2 separate regions of the Urocitellus parryii genome follow, and region 2 is linked to region 1. The links are chromatin contacts, called in public Hi-C maps. All regions are on one chromosome and are shown on one strand. Each heading gives the region's core, a stretch centred on a gene start, on an enhancer-like site or on the middle of the called end of the contact. The rest is flanking DNA. Distances are from core to core; before and after follow the strand shown. Region 1 holds the start of Ube2m (ubiquitin conjugating enzyme E2 M). Region 2 holds the start of Rps5 (ribosomal protein S5).

Region 1 (6,188 bases), core at 81-2,580:
ATCTCAAACCCAGGTTCCCATCTGACCCTCACACTTTCAAGTGCTCACCTTCCCACTCCCTGTGACTCTTGAGATTCTCAGCATGATAGTCTAAATTTCCCCTCTTCAGCCTCTGACACCCACTATCCCTTCCAGCTCCACAAACTCCAAACTGCTGTCTAACCCCCAAACCCATGAGTCTGGGCCCTTTTCTGACTCAGATTCCCAGAGATCCCAGCATCATATACTAAACTGTGTCTTACTCATTTCCCCAATTCTCGGTGCTCGCTATCCCTCTGGACCTTCACCCCAAAGCCAAGTTCTGGTCTGACCTCCAGACTCGCGAGCCCCCGCACCCCCACCTTATACTCAGATTCAAGGGCCCTAATACCAGGCGTCAGGCCTTCAAAATCCCAAGCCCCCGCTACCGGGTCTCTTCTGTGACCCTCCCTAGTGGCCGCCTTACCCTAACCCCACTTTCGGCATCACAGTCCTCAAGTTCTGACCTCCGACACGCCACATCCGCGGCCCACCATCCCTGACCCTCGGTGGCCACATTTCCCCATTCCTGACTCCCTCATTGCCCTCCCTTGGGCCCTGTCCTCCGACTCCCCCCTCCCCGGCCCCAACCCCCATCCCCCGACCAATACCCTTCTGGATTCGCAGCTGCGCCGCCGACGCCTTCTTGCTGCTGCCCTTGGTGCCGCCGGCCGACTCCTCCTCCTTCTTCTGCTGCTTCAGCGAGAACAGCTTGATCATCCTGCCGCCGCCGCCGCTGCCGCCGCCGCTGCGGGGCCCGGGACCCCGGCCACCCGGCCCCCCGCTGCCGTCCGCGCCTCTTCCGCTCCTTGGACCCGCTGCCGCGGCCTCCTCCTCTGCTGCCGCCGCCCGCCCGGCCTGCCGCGCTGCTCCGCGCCCACCGCGCGGCCCGCCTCGGCTCCCGTAGTCCGGCTCTGGCCTGGCCCAGCGCCTCGGTCTCGCTCGGCGGCGTTCGGGCAGATTCGGCTATTCTCGGGCCCGATCGGCCCCGCCCCACCTTCTCCCGGCCGCTCCCTCCTCCCCCTCGCCCGCTCAGGTCTTCTGAGGCCCAGCTAAGGCTGCAGATGCCGGGCTTCCTGGTCCCCGCGGGTCAGAGCTCACTCGCTCCCTCTGCAAAGGGTTGAGGCTCGGGATGGAACGAGGGAGCGGCAGCCACGGTGGTGGTAGCCGTGTACCGGTGGAGGCTCGGCTTCCGCGGTAGCAGCGGCTTTGGCGCAGAGATTGGCAACGGCCTCCGGCACCCCACGGCTTCGGATGTTTCCGCCGCCTGCCCGCTTCGGCTCTTCTTGCCGGGCCTGCGCTGTGCGCGTGCGCAGTTCCGCAGCCCTCGTTGCTCAGCGTTGGGGCTTGGGGTTCGGGCTTTTCCGGCTGGGCTCGGGTATTTCCGTTCGTGCAGGTGACATTAAGCGGTCCCGGGCTCACTTCCGGGAACCCTCGCCGGGCCGTACAGGAAGTGATGCTTGTAGCCAACTTTGAGTGGGGCAGATGCTTTCTCCTGGCTCTTCCTGAGTTCCTTTAATGTTGCATTCAAGTGGAGCGCAATAGTGGTGGGTCAGACTAGATCCTTGCCCCCAAAAGGTCACAGACAAAGGTAGAACTTGGGCGAGGACAGGGTCGAGCACCCTCAGTGTCCTAAGGCAAATCCAAAGGTCTCCTCATGGAAATTCAATTGAGGTAAATTAACAGAAAATTCGTATTGTTCGGAGGCTGAAGCAGGAGGATCTCTTGAGCCCAGGAGTTACGGGCGATAAAAGCAACATCCCGTCTCTTAAAGACAAACATTGTGCCACAAAGTGGTGGTTACTGTATAGGTTTACAGGCCAGAGTGGACCTTGGGGGATGGGGCACTCTTCGCTCGCCGGGACTCGCCAAAGGGCACCGCCTCCTTGGTACCTCCCCACCGCTTTCGGGGTTCCGCAGGCGTGGTTACCTCTGACCCAATCACAGCTCCGCCTGCCAGGAGGGCGGGAGGAAACGGTGCGCGCCAGTCAGGGACTTCCGGCCGTCACCAAGGAAACCGGGGGCGGCGCCGCGTGGGGGATCTCAGCTAGTGTACTTCTTAGCCCTCTGCCAAAGGGCAGCAGCACCAGCCTGCCGGACTGGCCCGCAGCCCTCACCTCGGCGGATTCGCCCCTCCAGCCTACTGGTTGACCCGGTCATAAACCCCCGGCATCCTCTTTTGCCTTTCCCTTGAGAGCTGAGTCTTGGAAAGGATTGGGGGGCAAGGATGGACGCTCAGACAGCTTGGGTGTGGTGCCAGCAGGACTTGTCCATCTGTTTCCTCAGGCTTCTCGTGGCTAGTTCTGGGACTCACAAGGGCCCTCCAGACTCTCCCTATCCTTTTCCCCCCTCTCTCTGTCTCTCTCTCTCTCTCTCTCTGTCCCCTCCTCTTCTTTCATACTCACCATTCTTAGCCACACCGCTCTGTGGCTGATTGTTTTCATAGAGATCATTTCCTCAAGAGAGTTGATGACTGTTTAAGTACAGTCTCTGGGTGGTTCTTACTGGCCAGCCTGGTTCATGTGTCCATCCTCCAGTTAGTTGCTGAAGCCCATCTACTGATGATCCACCTAGGAATGGGGTATTGGTCCCCCAGAGAGTTGATGCTGAATTAGCCAAAGCTGGACTTGTATGGTCTGTGATCTCACATGTCACCATCCAGTGAAGGACCATCAGTCCTGCAACAACATGGGAAGAATTGGGTCCTGGAGTGCAGACTAGGGAGAAGGGGATGGTTGAACTGAAGTCAGGAGCTGGGCTGTGTGTGCAACTGTGGGTGTTTACTGTAGCTTCTGGGAGGTTGGAAGACAGGTTTGTTTTGGAGAAGGGGCAGGAGTAGGCAGGGAAGGGAGGCTGTAGGTTCTAGGTCAGAGATGAGGCTAGAATCAGCAATGCTAAGGAGTGTAGAAGGTGTATAGAAGGGCTGGGGTGAGAATAACTGCATGAATCAGCATTGAGAGCAGAGTGCTGGGCTTGGGAGTGAACAGTATGGCCAGCCACTGGCTCAGGGACAGGCAGGCCAGGCATTTTTTCGCTGTTCCCGCTTGCTAGGGCTTTCTGGACTTCTTTGCCAGATTTCTTTTATGGCTATGACTGTGTGGGGCTGAGCTGTTCTGTTCAGGCCCTTGTCCCTGCTGACAGTATGACAACACTTGCCTGCTGAGGGTCCAGTGACCACTCTTCTTATTTGGATTCTGCCCAGTTTCTGGGGGTCAGAAGGGATAGTGAATGTCATCATAGGGATGGATGACCCCTCTTGTGTCACAGGAGTGGCCTCTGGCTCAGGTTGGCTTATAGGCTTATAGGCCAGGGCCCCAGTTTTGAAGGTTGAAATGACTTCAAGTGGAAGGGAAAGGTACAGCTATGTCCCTGTAAAAGCTTGGACACACAGGCCCAAGTTGCTGTTCCTGGAAGTGCCAGGTCAGGGCCAGGCTGACTCATGCCCTGACTGGGACTTAGGGCTCAAACTGGATCATGCTGTACCAGAACCCCCCCTTTTTTTTGAGAGAGAGAGAGAGAGAGGGAATTTTTCAATATTTATTTTTTAGTTCTCGGTGGACACAACATCTTTATTTTTATGTGGTGCTGAGGATCGAACCCAGCGTCCCGTGCATGTCAGGCGAGCGTGATACTGCTTGAGCCACATCTCCAGCCCAAGAACCCTTTTTTTAAAAAAAAATTTGTTAATTGTTGGTGGATCCAATACCTTTATTTTATTATGTGATGCTGAGGATTGAACTCAGTGCCTCACGCATGCTAGGCAAGCACTCTTCCTGGGCCACAACCCCACCCCCTGCACCTGAATCCTTTAATCCGTGTTACCTGAACCCAAGGCACCCACCAGTGGGGTTAGGGAGGAGGGGCTCTATCAAGGGCTTGGTCAATATGTGGAAGCAGAAGATGGCTAGGTTAACAGAGCCAACGGCACAGTGTCCTGGAAACATCAGGTCTGAAGTCTGCAATGTTCTGAATGTGCACCTGCACGTGTAAGCTGCTGTCAGCTACATTTTCTGTGACTTGTCACTGAATGCATTGTTTTATTTTTCTTCCCCTCCTTTTCTTTCTTTGGGTTTAATCCAAGGCTTTTTGCATGCTAGTAAGTGGCCTACTACTGGGCTACATCCCCAATCCCCACTGAATGCATTCCTGATGGGAGCTTCCCAGTGTTGAGGAGTCTTGTCAGGCTGTGCACAGGGCCAGAGTGGGAGGAACTACTCCTGTGGCTGGAATGATGGGAACATTATGACCAGAGGATGGAGGAACTGGACCTGGGCCTGTAGTCTGTGCTTTCCAAACTAGTTGGAGTCCCTTCTATAGAATCCTCCACTCGGTACTATGGTTGTAAACACATGGGAATAGGGAAGTCTTGAAATATGTGAATTTCAGGGTAAAACTTTCCAGCTTTCAAACTTAGGCTTCCCAAGTATAAAGGAGTCTCACAAATGTGTCTTCAGGCAGTATGTGGCCTGCCAGTGGCCAGTTTTGTGGCATCTGATGATCTTGGGTGTACAGGTGTCAGGCATCACAATCCAGGCTCAGTACCACCCACCAACACGGGAGGGATCCTGGTGGGCTCAAGTGGGATGAATCTTGGGCTTATAGCTGTCAGAAGTGCTGGGACTCTACTAAGGGAGTCTGAGAAGCCCCACAAGGATGGTCTCTCCTTGAGCTTGACTACCTGCAATAATCACTAATCACTTCATGCCTATTAGCAGCTCTGTTAAAATATCTGCTGTGACTATTTCTGGACTAGACCCCGATTGATGGTCAGGCACTGTGTGGCAGATACAGAGAACATTTTCTCCTCTGTGGGTCTGGAAGACCTGCTGGGTGTTTCTTCTGTGTAGCCAGAGGCATATAAAAGGGCTGTCCCACAGAGGGGATGGTTATGTTCGGAGCCACCTAGGGGTGGCAGGGCCTTCACAGGGGCATGCAGAGGCACAGGGAGTGTACCAGCGTAGGAATGGAGGTGGGCAGAGGGGAATGAGCAGGCGCAGAGGCACTGAGTGGGCAGACCCAATGGCTGTCTACACTGTTTATTATTTACTTATTTGGTACTGGGGATTAAACTCAGGGGCTCTTTACTATTGAACTACATCACAGCCCTTTTTGAGACAGGGTCCTGCCCAGGCAAGCCTTGAACTTGATCCTAATGCCTCCGTCTCCCAAGTAGCTAGATTATAGGTGTGCACCATCATGCTTGGCAGTCCACTTTTTCTTAAGCACCTACTGGGGGCCAGGCCCTGGTAGGGCCCTCTTGCTCCTATGCCACCGCCAGCCTCAACAACACTGTGAGGTAGGTGTTTTACTAAGTAGTGAGTGCATGGCTGGAGCTAGTCAGCGCTGTGGACACGCTGGTGCTGGATGAGCTTGGTGCTTTGGTGGAAGCGACGGCCGCAGTCCTGGCAAGCAAAGGGCTTCTCTCGCCGGTGGGTGCGAAGGTGCTGTGTGAGTGTGGGCCGCTGGCGGAAGGCCTTGCCACACTCGGGGCACGCATAGGGTCGCTCCCCCGTGTGGATGCGCCGGTGCTGGGTGAGGTTGGCGTGCTGCCGGAAGCTCTGGCCACACTCGGGGCAGGCGAAGGGCCGCTCGCCCGTGTGGATGCGCTGGTGTTCAGTGAGCCGTGAGACTTGCGTGAAACCCAGGCCGCACTCGCCGCAGTGGTAGGGTTTCTCGCCAGTGTGTGTCCTCTGGTGGCGTGTGAGCTTTAGACGCTGGCTGAAGCGCTGGCCACACTCCGGACAGCCAAAGGGCTTCTCACCGGTGTGCACTCGCAAGTGCTGCGTGAGCGTGGGCCTTTGGCGGAAAGTCTTGCCGCACTCCGCGCAGGCGAAGGGCCGCTCTCCCGTGTGGATGCGCCGATGCTGCGTGAGGTTGGAGCGCTGTCGGAAGCTCTGGCCACACTCCGTGCAGGCAAAGGGCCGCTCTCCGCTGTGCACGCGCCGGTGCTGCAGCAGCACCGAGCGGCGGCCAAAGCGCTCGCCGCACTCTACGCAGCCGAAGGACTTATCACCTGTGTGCACGGCCTGGTGCTCTAGTAGCACCGCGCGCCGTGCGAAACTCTCACAACATTCACTGCACGGAAAAGGACCGGGTGGCTCTGGTGCGCCAGGAGGGGCAGGGGGTGCAGAGCCTGGGCCTGGGGGGTCACCATGGATGCGCTGGTGCTG
Region 2 (6,727 bases), core at 3,605-6,104, 130 kb before region 1:
TGCCGGGGTCGGAGTGAAGTGGGGGAGTGAAGGCAAACCACGTGCTAGGCGTCAACTTAGAAGAACGAGCCGTCGGGGGCGTCCAGCAGGCAAGTGCCGCTGCAATGTGGGGAGGGGCGTTGGCGCTGGGTCCGACCGCGGGAGAGGAGCCGCCGGGCTCGGCGACGCGGAGGGGAAGCGAAGTGCAAAGGCCAGGAGGCGCCACCGGAGGGACCTGGAGCTGCCCCGGCAGTCCTGGGCCTGCCCTCGTGGGGCGCGACCTCCCACGCGGCCTGGGGGAAGGCGAACTACAGACTGCGGACCTGCCCGGAACTGAAGGCGCGGACCCCGAGAAGACGGACCGGAAGTACGAGGCTTCCCCGCCTCGGAGGCCAGGGTCCCAGGTCCGCGCAGAATGCCATTTACTCGCCCGGGGCGGTCTCATGGTCACCGCCCCGCACGCCACGCGGAGCCCTCCTCCCGGATCCTGCGGGCCGAGCGGCACTGAGGGTTTCGGGACCCACTAGAGTAATGGCGGACGACGCTTGCGCTGGGGCTGCTGGGAAACGTAGTTCCGCTGCGCCCCAGGTAGCGGGAAACCTCGTTTGTCACGGCCACCAGGGAGTGCGCCCCCTTGGAAGGAGAGCTCAAACCTGCGTCGTCGCCAAGGAGACAGCGCCCGGGTAAAGAACGCCTTCGCGCCGGTCCCGCCGGGCCAAGCGGGGGATTGGCCGGCAGGATGTTGGCTAGCCCTGCGCCCGGTCACGTTTTCGAGGGGTCGGGACCCAGAAATGGGCTTCCACTTCCAGCCTCGATGCAATAAGTGTTGGGTGGGGACGCAAAACACCTGGAGAGTTCTGAAATGTCCCAAGGAGCGCGCGCTCTCCAGAATGACAAAATCAGAATCTCAGAGTGAAGGCATCATCTGGACGCCAGGTGACTACAGCCTCGGCGGAGAATCACGGCCTCCCAGCCACAAAAGTGGTGAGACCGTACTTGTCTCCTTGGTCCTGGATAGGATGAGCTGGTCAGACATCCTACCTATTTGTCACTCTCATCTTGTCCCCATCTATCTCGTGGCCCCCTCCATAGCCTTTTTTTTTTTTTTTTTGGCATTGGGGATTGAACCCAGGGCCTTGTGCTTGCGAAGCAAGCATCCATAGGCTAATTTTGTTAGCCAATCAGGCACAGGCAGAGTGCCACCGATTTGCTAACCCTCAGATTACTCCATTCCCTTTCTCAATCCTGTGGCAATCTGAACATGGAGCCCCCTGCCAAGGGGTCTGTTTTCCCTGTCCAGCAAGGTTAGTCCTTAGTTTGTTACTCTGCCTAGGACTTGTCAGTGCTTCTCCAGGTTGGAGTGATGACTGGAGGGCACTTGGAGGACCGCTAGCCCCCCTGTGTCATCTGGTGGCTCCCAAGACCTTAACTCCAAAAACCTTAAGGGGGGGGTGGTGGTTTAATGAATGGAGCAGGTTCTGCCACTGGCTGAAAGCCTGGGTTGCTGCCCTCCAAAAACACACAGGACTTAGGCACTCAGGCATAAAGAGGAGTTCTGAGTTACTGAGACCTCCGGCTCTGGTGCACAGAAAGGGCCTCCCTCTGGAGTAACTACCTGGTGCATGATCCCATACCAGCCCCACCCGCAGACCCCTGTTGCTGTGCTTAACTGGAGCCACTATTCTGGGTCCAGTTCCCAATAGGGGCCCTGGTTGTAGGATCTGGAAGTGCAGAGGTGAATTGAAGATTGGTAGTTCCCAGGAGGGGAGAAAAACACCAGGAGCCAAGAAAGCAAAACACAGTGGCTTGGCCAAATTTCCTCAGGAGGGGAAAAAAAAAAATTTTGTTGGTTTGCAGTGTTGGGGATTAATCCTAGGAAAGCAGTCTATCACTGAGCCACACACTTAGACCTAAATCACAAATCTTGAAAACTGTAACAAAGTTAGAAAAAGTAAGGAATTTCAGCAGGAGTTGAAGGCATCTAGGTCAGTGGGGAAGGCAAAGGTTACCTTCTTGCCTGTCCTCCCCAACTGTATCAACCTCAGTGCAGCACTCATTTTGGAATTCTGACCTCCTGTGTGCTGTATTATGAAACTAAGTTTGTGTTAATTTGTTACAACAGCAAACAGGAAACCAATACAGTCTCCATGAGGTACTAGAAGGTCTGACAATTTAAAAAATCTCTGACATATGTCCCTTTTGAGCAGAGTAAGGGAATGCCTCAGGCCCAGAGCCTCTGCCTTCAACCTCATCAAGCACAATTCAACCACAGTAGTACCTCTATGTACTTATGCCTGTGTTTCCAGCACCTGATGCTCCCTCCCCACCCACCCCCAGTACTAGGGATTCAACCCAGCGGCACTCTATCACTGAACTATGTTACCAGCCCTTTTCATTTTTTATTTTGAGACAGGATCAAAGTTGCCCAAGCTGCCCTGTAACTTGCAGGTCTCAGCAGCTAAGAATACAGGGGTGGGGCTGGGGTTGTGGCTCAGTGGTACAGAGCTCGCCTAGCATGGGTGAGGCCATGAGTTTGATCCTCAGTACCACATAAAAACAAATTAATTAAAGATATTGGAATCAACTACAACTAAAAAATAAATATTTTTTAAAAAACACAATACAGGTGTGCTCCACTATACCTGGCCAGCCTCCCATTTTCTCTACTAGATAACCCTAAGTATGGGGATTGAACTGGATCCATTCTTATCAACACCCCAGCACATGCACTCTCCCTGTATCTCTCCAGAGCTACAGTCATCCTGACAACACAGGGTCTCAATCTGCAGCTTGCAGACTGAACCTAGAAGAGGCTTAAGCCAGGTCACCCAGCAGGTGGACTGGCACAGGCAACTGTCCCTAGAAGCCTGTGTTTGGACACACTCCATAGGCATGGCACTGTGGCAGGGAGAGACAGGGCAGTCCTGCAAGAATTGGAGAGTCAGTATGCCTGTTCATTCCTTTGCACCTTTATTTCAGCAGGCCTGGAGGGAGGACAAACCCTTCTATAACTACAGCCCATAATCACATGGTTACTGGGCAAGCAGCATTTCCTTTGAAGAGGGAGAGGGTTTAGGGATAGAGTCCCTGTCTGGATTATGCCATACTAGGGGAAAGGACCACTTGTTGTTCACAGAACAAATATGTCATAGGCATTGTGTATGTGCAGGGACCCCCAAAATTGTGGGAGACACAATGCAGGGACATGGGAAAGACAGCTGAAGTAGGAGAGATCACACCATGGGGCAGCCATCGGAGATTCCCAGCCTCACCACCTTCTGCTCTTTTATCTGGAGAATGTTACTTCATCTCTCTGAGCCTCCCTGACTGTAAAATGGGTATGTTCACCTCATAAGATTGTTTTGAAAGGTAAGTAATCTGGTTCCTAGATTCTTAATTGTCCCTATGGGATCAGGGAGCTGCTTACCCAGAGTAATTCCTAACTATAGGAGGCAAGAGAATGAGGTAGGAAGGATGGCATCTCAGGTGTCACCATGAAGTTATCATGGTGACACGGAAGTAAAGGCCAAACATGGCAAAGGGAGCTTTTCAGTATCTGGGGTATATTAGTGTGGATGACTGCAGTAATAAATTGCCACAAACTTAGTGGCTTAAAACCACAATTTACTGAGTTCCGAAGATCATAAGTTCATAAGGTGGTGCAAGGGCACATTCTCTGTGGAGGACCCTTCCTTGTTTTTTCAAGCTTCTGGTGGCTCCATGTTCCATGGCTTATGGGTGCATCACTTCAATCTAGGTCTCTATGGTCACATGGGTGTCTCCCCCAACTTTGCCTCTTCTTTCCCTTGTAGTTTTGGGCACTGAACCCCTTTTGCACTGAGCTACATCCCTAACCCATCTTTATAAGGACACTGTCAGCCCCTCCCCAGGTGACCTGTTCAGAGATCCTTCTGGGAGCAGCTGGCAGAAGCAATAGCTGGGGAGATAGAGGCCTGTATGGGGACCGGATAGGGGAACAGTCCCATCCCTCATTGCAGCCTTTGGTCTCAAAAGCAGAAGTCAGGGGCTGGGATTGTGGCTCAGCGGTAGATCGCTCGTCTAGCACGTGCAAGACTCTGGGTTCGATCCTCAGCAACACATAAGAATAAGATAAAAACAATAAAGATATTTAAAAAAAACTTTAAAGTAGAAGTCAGCCTAATTCAAAACAGCAGCCCAAGAGCCGGGGCCGCGGACACGGTTATGAGCACCAGGATAAAGAACGCCCCCGAGGGGACCCAGTTGCCAGCCCTGCCCGGCTCCAATTCCCCCACCTCCAGATGGGTAGCACTGCTCCAGCATGTGGGTCTGGCTCTCACCGCCGCGAACCCGACCCCAGGACGCGAAACTGGGGTACCAAAGGCAGGACGGCGGGGAAATCCCCGCGGCAGGTAACCGGAGGAATGACCGCCGCGGCCGGGGACCCGCAGACCCAGTCAGTGGGGAGGGGCCGCGCGTGGACGGCCCATACTCGTGGCACTGCGGAGGGCGGTGGCAGACTCACTCCACCAATGCGGAGACGCGATGCGTGTGTCCTGAGGAAGCAGTCCTGAGGGCGGCAAAGAACGATAGGGTACCGAGCCGAACGCCGGGCCGAAATGATCGCGTCCCGGACTTCTGCCCTCATTTGAAATGGCGGCGTGGGTCTTGGACGTCTATGCACTTGTGCACAGGCCCCGTGTCCTGGCAACTACGTCTTACTGCACTTCCGCCAGGCAAGTTGTGGTCCCGCTTCTGAGAGTGCGCGTGCGCGGCGGATAGGCGCGTTCGTCTGATTGGGAGGCTGCCTTTCATCCTCACTCGGGATTGGTCTGTGAGCGCTCAGTGCCACTGTGCTCTCCCGTAGCCTCTGCTGACCCGGAAGTTTTCCCTCCACTTAAAAGCGTCGGTCTGCGCTGCGCGGCCTCTTCCTGTCTGTACGAGTGTGGCGCGTGGTGCACGCGGAGCGACCGAGACTCCCAGCTGTGCTCTCAGGTTAGGCTGTAGGGGGGGTCGGGTCCCGAAGGGGCGGCCCAGGGTCTTCAAGAGATCGGCGGTGGGGCCCGGGGGCCTGCGCCTTCCGTGCTCGGCTCTCCCCTCTTCTGGAAAACGGGTACTCGGAAGCGCGCGCGGCCAAAGCCACTTGGTGCCACGCCATGGTCCTCCACCGCCGAGGCAGCGCTCCCGGGCCCTGATGTGGGATTTTCGGCTGCACTTTGAGACCGGAAGTTCCCGTTTTCTTAGCTCCTTGGTAACTATTTGTTAGTGTCTGCCTAGTATCAAGCCGGAATGGAAACTTTTTCATGGGTTCTGTCGCAGCATTTGTGCGGCTTTCCTTATGTCAGATAGTGTTACCACCTCAAGGATGGGGGTGGGGTGCCTAGATGTTCACAATTTACTTAGGTCCCTTCTAATTCCCCCAGGATGGGGTCAGCCTCCCAGTTGATCCCACCGGAGTTGGAGCCTGTGCTCCAGGCTGGTGGACTCTGTTTATTTCTGCTCTCACCCCTGTCCCCAGGATGACGGAGTGGGAGACAGCCGCACCTGCAGTTGCAGAGACCCCGGACATCAAGCTCTTCGGGAAGTGGAGCACTGATGATGTGCAGATCAATGACATTTCCCTGCAGGTGAGGGGGACTTGACACTGGCCTTCCCTACTAGGCGTTGGAAGGAGATGTGGATTCTTCCAGGAGGAGACCTTTGAAACTTGGGGATTGTTCCACTAAGTCAACATTTAAAGTCAGGACAGTTAAAAAGATCCCTGGGGTTGTGGCTCAGCATTAGAACCCTTCCCTAGCATGTGTGAAGCCTTGGGTTCAGTCCTCAGCACCACATATAAATAATAAAGGTATTATGTCCACCTACAAGTAAAATATGTTTAAAAAAGATCGCTGAATCACCACATCCACTCTTTCTTATATCTTGCCTAAAGGTTAGTACAGTTTTATATGGGGTTCCTTTTTCAGAAGTATCACATATACTGTTCCATGCATTTTGTTGTTTTTGTAGTGAATACACATAACTGTTTACCATTTAGTCTAGGGTCTATAGCTCAGTGGTAGAGTGCTTGCCTAATGTGTTCAAGGCCCTGCATTCAACAGCTAGGACTATATACACACAAAAATATTTTTCTATTGTTTTAAAGTGGAAGCATCTGGGTGGTTTTTTGGGGGGTGGGGGTTGCTCAAAATGTCTTGTTGGTGCTAAGGATCTAATTGAACCCAGTGCCTCACACATGCCAGGCAAGTGCTCTGCCATTGAGCTATAGCCCTAACCCAGCATCTCGGGTTTTTTTTAACATGGTCTGGTTATCCAACATCATCTGTTAAGACTGTTTTTTAACCAGTTGAATGGTGAACTTGTTGAAAATCAGTTGGCTGTGAATAAATGGGTTTATTTCTGGATTCTGAATTATGTTGTTGGTTTGTATATCTTATGTTTATGCCAGTACTATGTACCTGATTACTGTAGCTTTGTAACATGTTGAAATCAAGAATTGTGAGTGCTTGTACTTCTGTCTTATTCTCATACTGTTTTACAGAGTTTCTGCCACTCCTGCCCCTTGATGCAGAGGTGTGCACTTTGCTGAGCATGCCCCCAGCCCTCAAATAGCTTCCTGTTTCAGGAGTTTCATGGACCTTAGGAACTTGTATTTTTGAGGGCTCTTCCTGTGTTTTAAAAAAATTAATATTAAAGGTTATATTTTGCAAGCCTGTAGTTCCTAGCACCTTGGGAGGCTGTGGCAGGAGGATTACAAGTTCAAGGCCAG

The links. Hi-C and Micro-C count contacts between places; a contact is called where the count stands out from the background.
Region 2: a Hi-C map of muscle shows a contact between it and region 1, with 3 times the contacts expected there. The contact joins the promoter of Rps5 here to the promoter of Ube2m in region 1. A contact is called at or near these places in 2 of 2 Hi-C or Micro-C datasets (liver and muscle).

Annotation. Positions count from the first base shown.
Region 1 is chr15:183,043-189,230 of mUroPar1.hap1, reverse strand. It overlaps Ube2m (ubiquitin conjugating enzyme E2 M), which reads right to left and starts at 1,330. Exons shown (of 6, transcript XM_026379772.2): 1 at 630-1,330. The coding sequence starts at 738. It overlaps Mzf1 (myeloid zinc finger 1), which reads right to left. Exons shown (of 6, transcript XM_026379725.2): 6 at 3,630-6,188. The coding sequence ends at 5,352.
Region 2 is chr15:316,456-323,182 of mUroPar1.hap1, reverse strand. Rps5 (ribosomal protein S5) reads left to right here and starts at 4,854. Exons shown (of 6, transcript XM_026379771.2): 1 at 4,854-4,953; 2 at 5,477-5,585. The coding sequence starts at 5,478.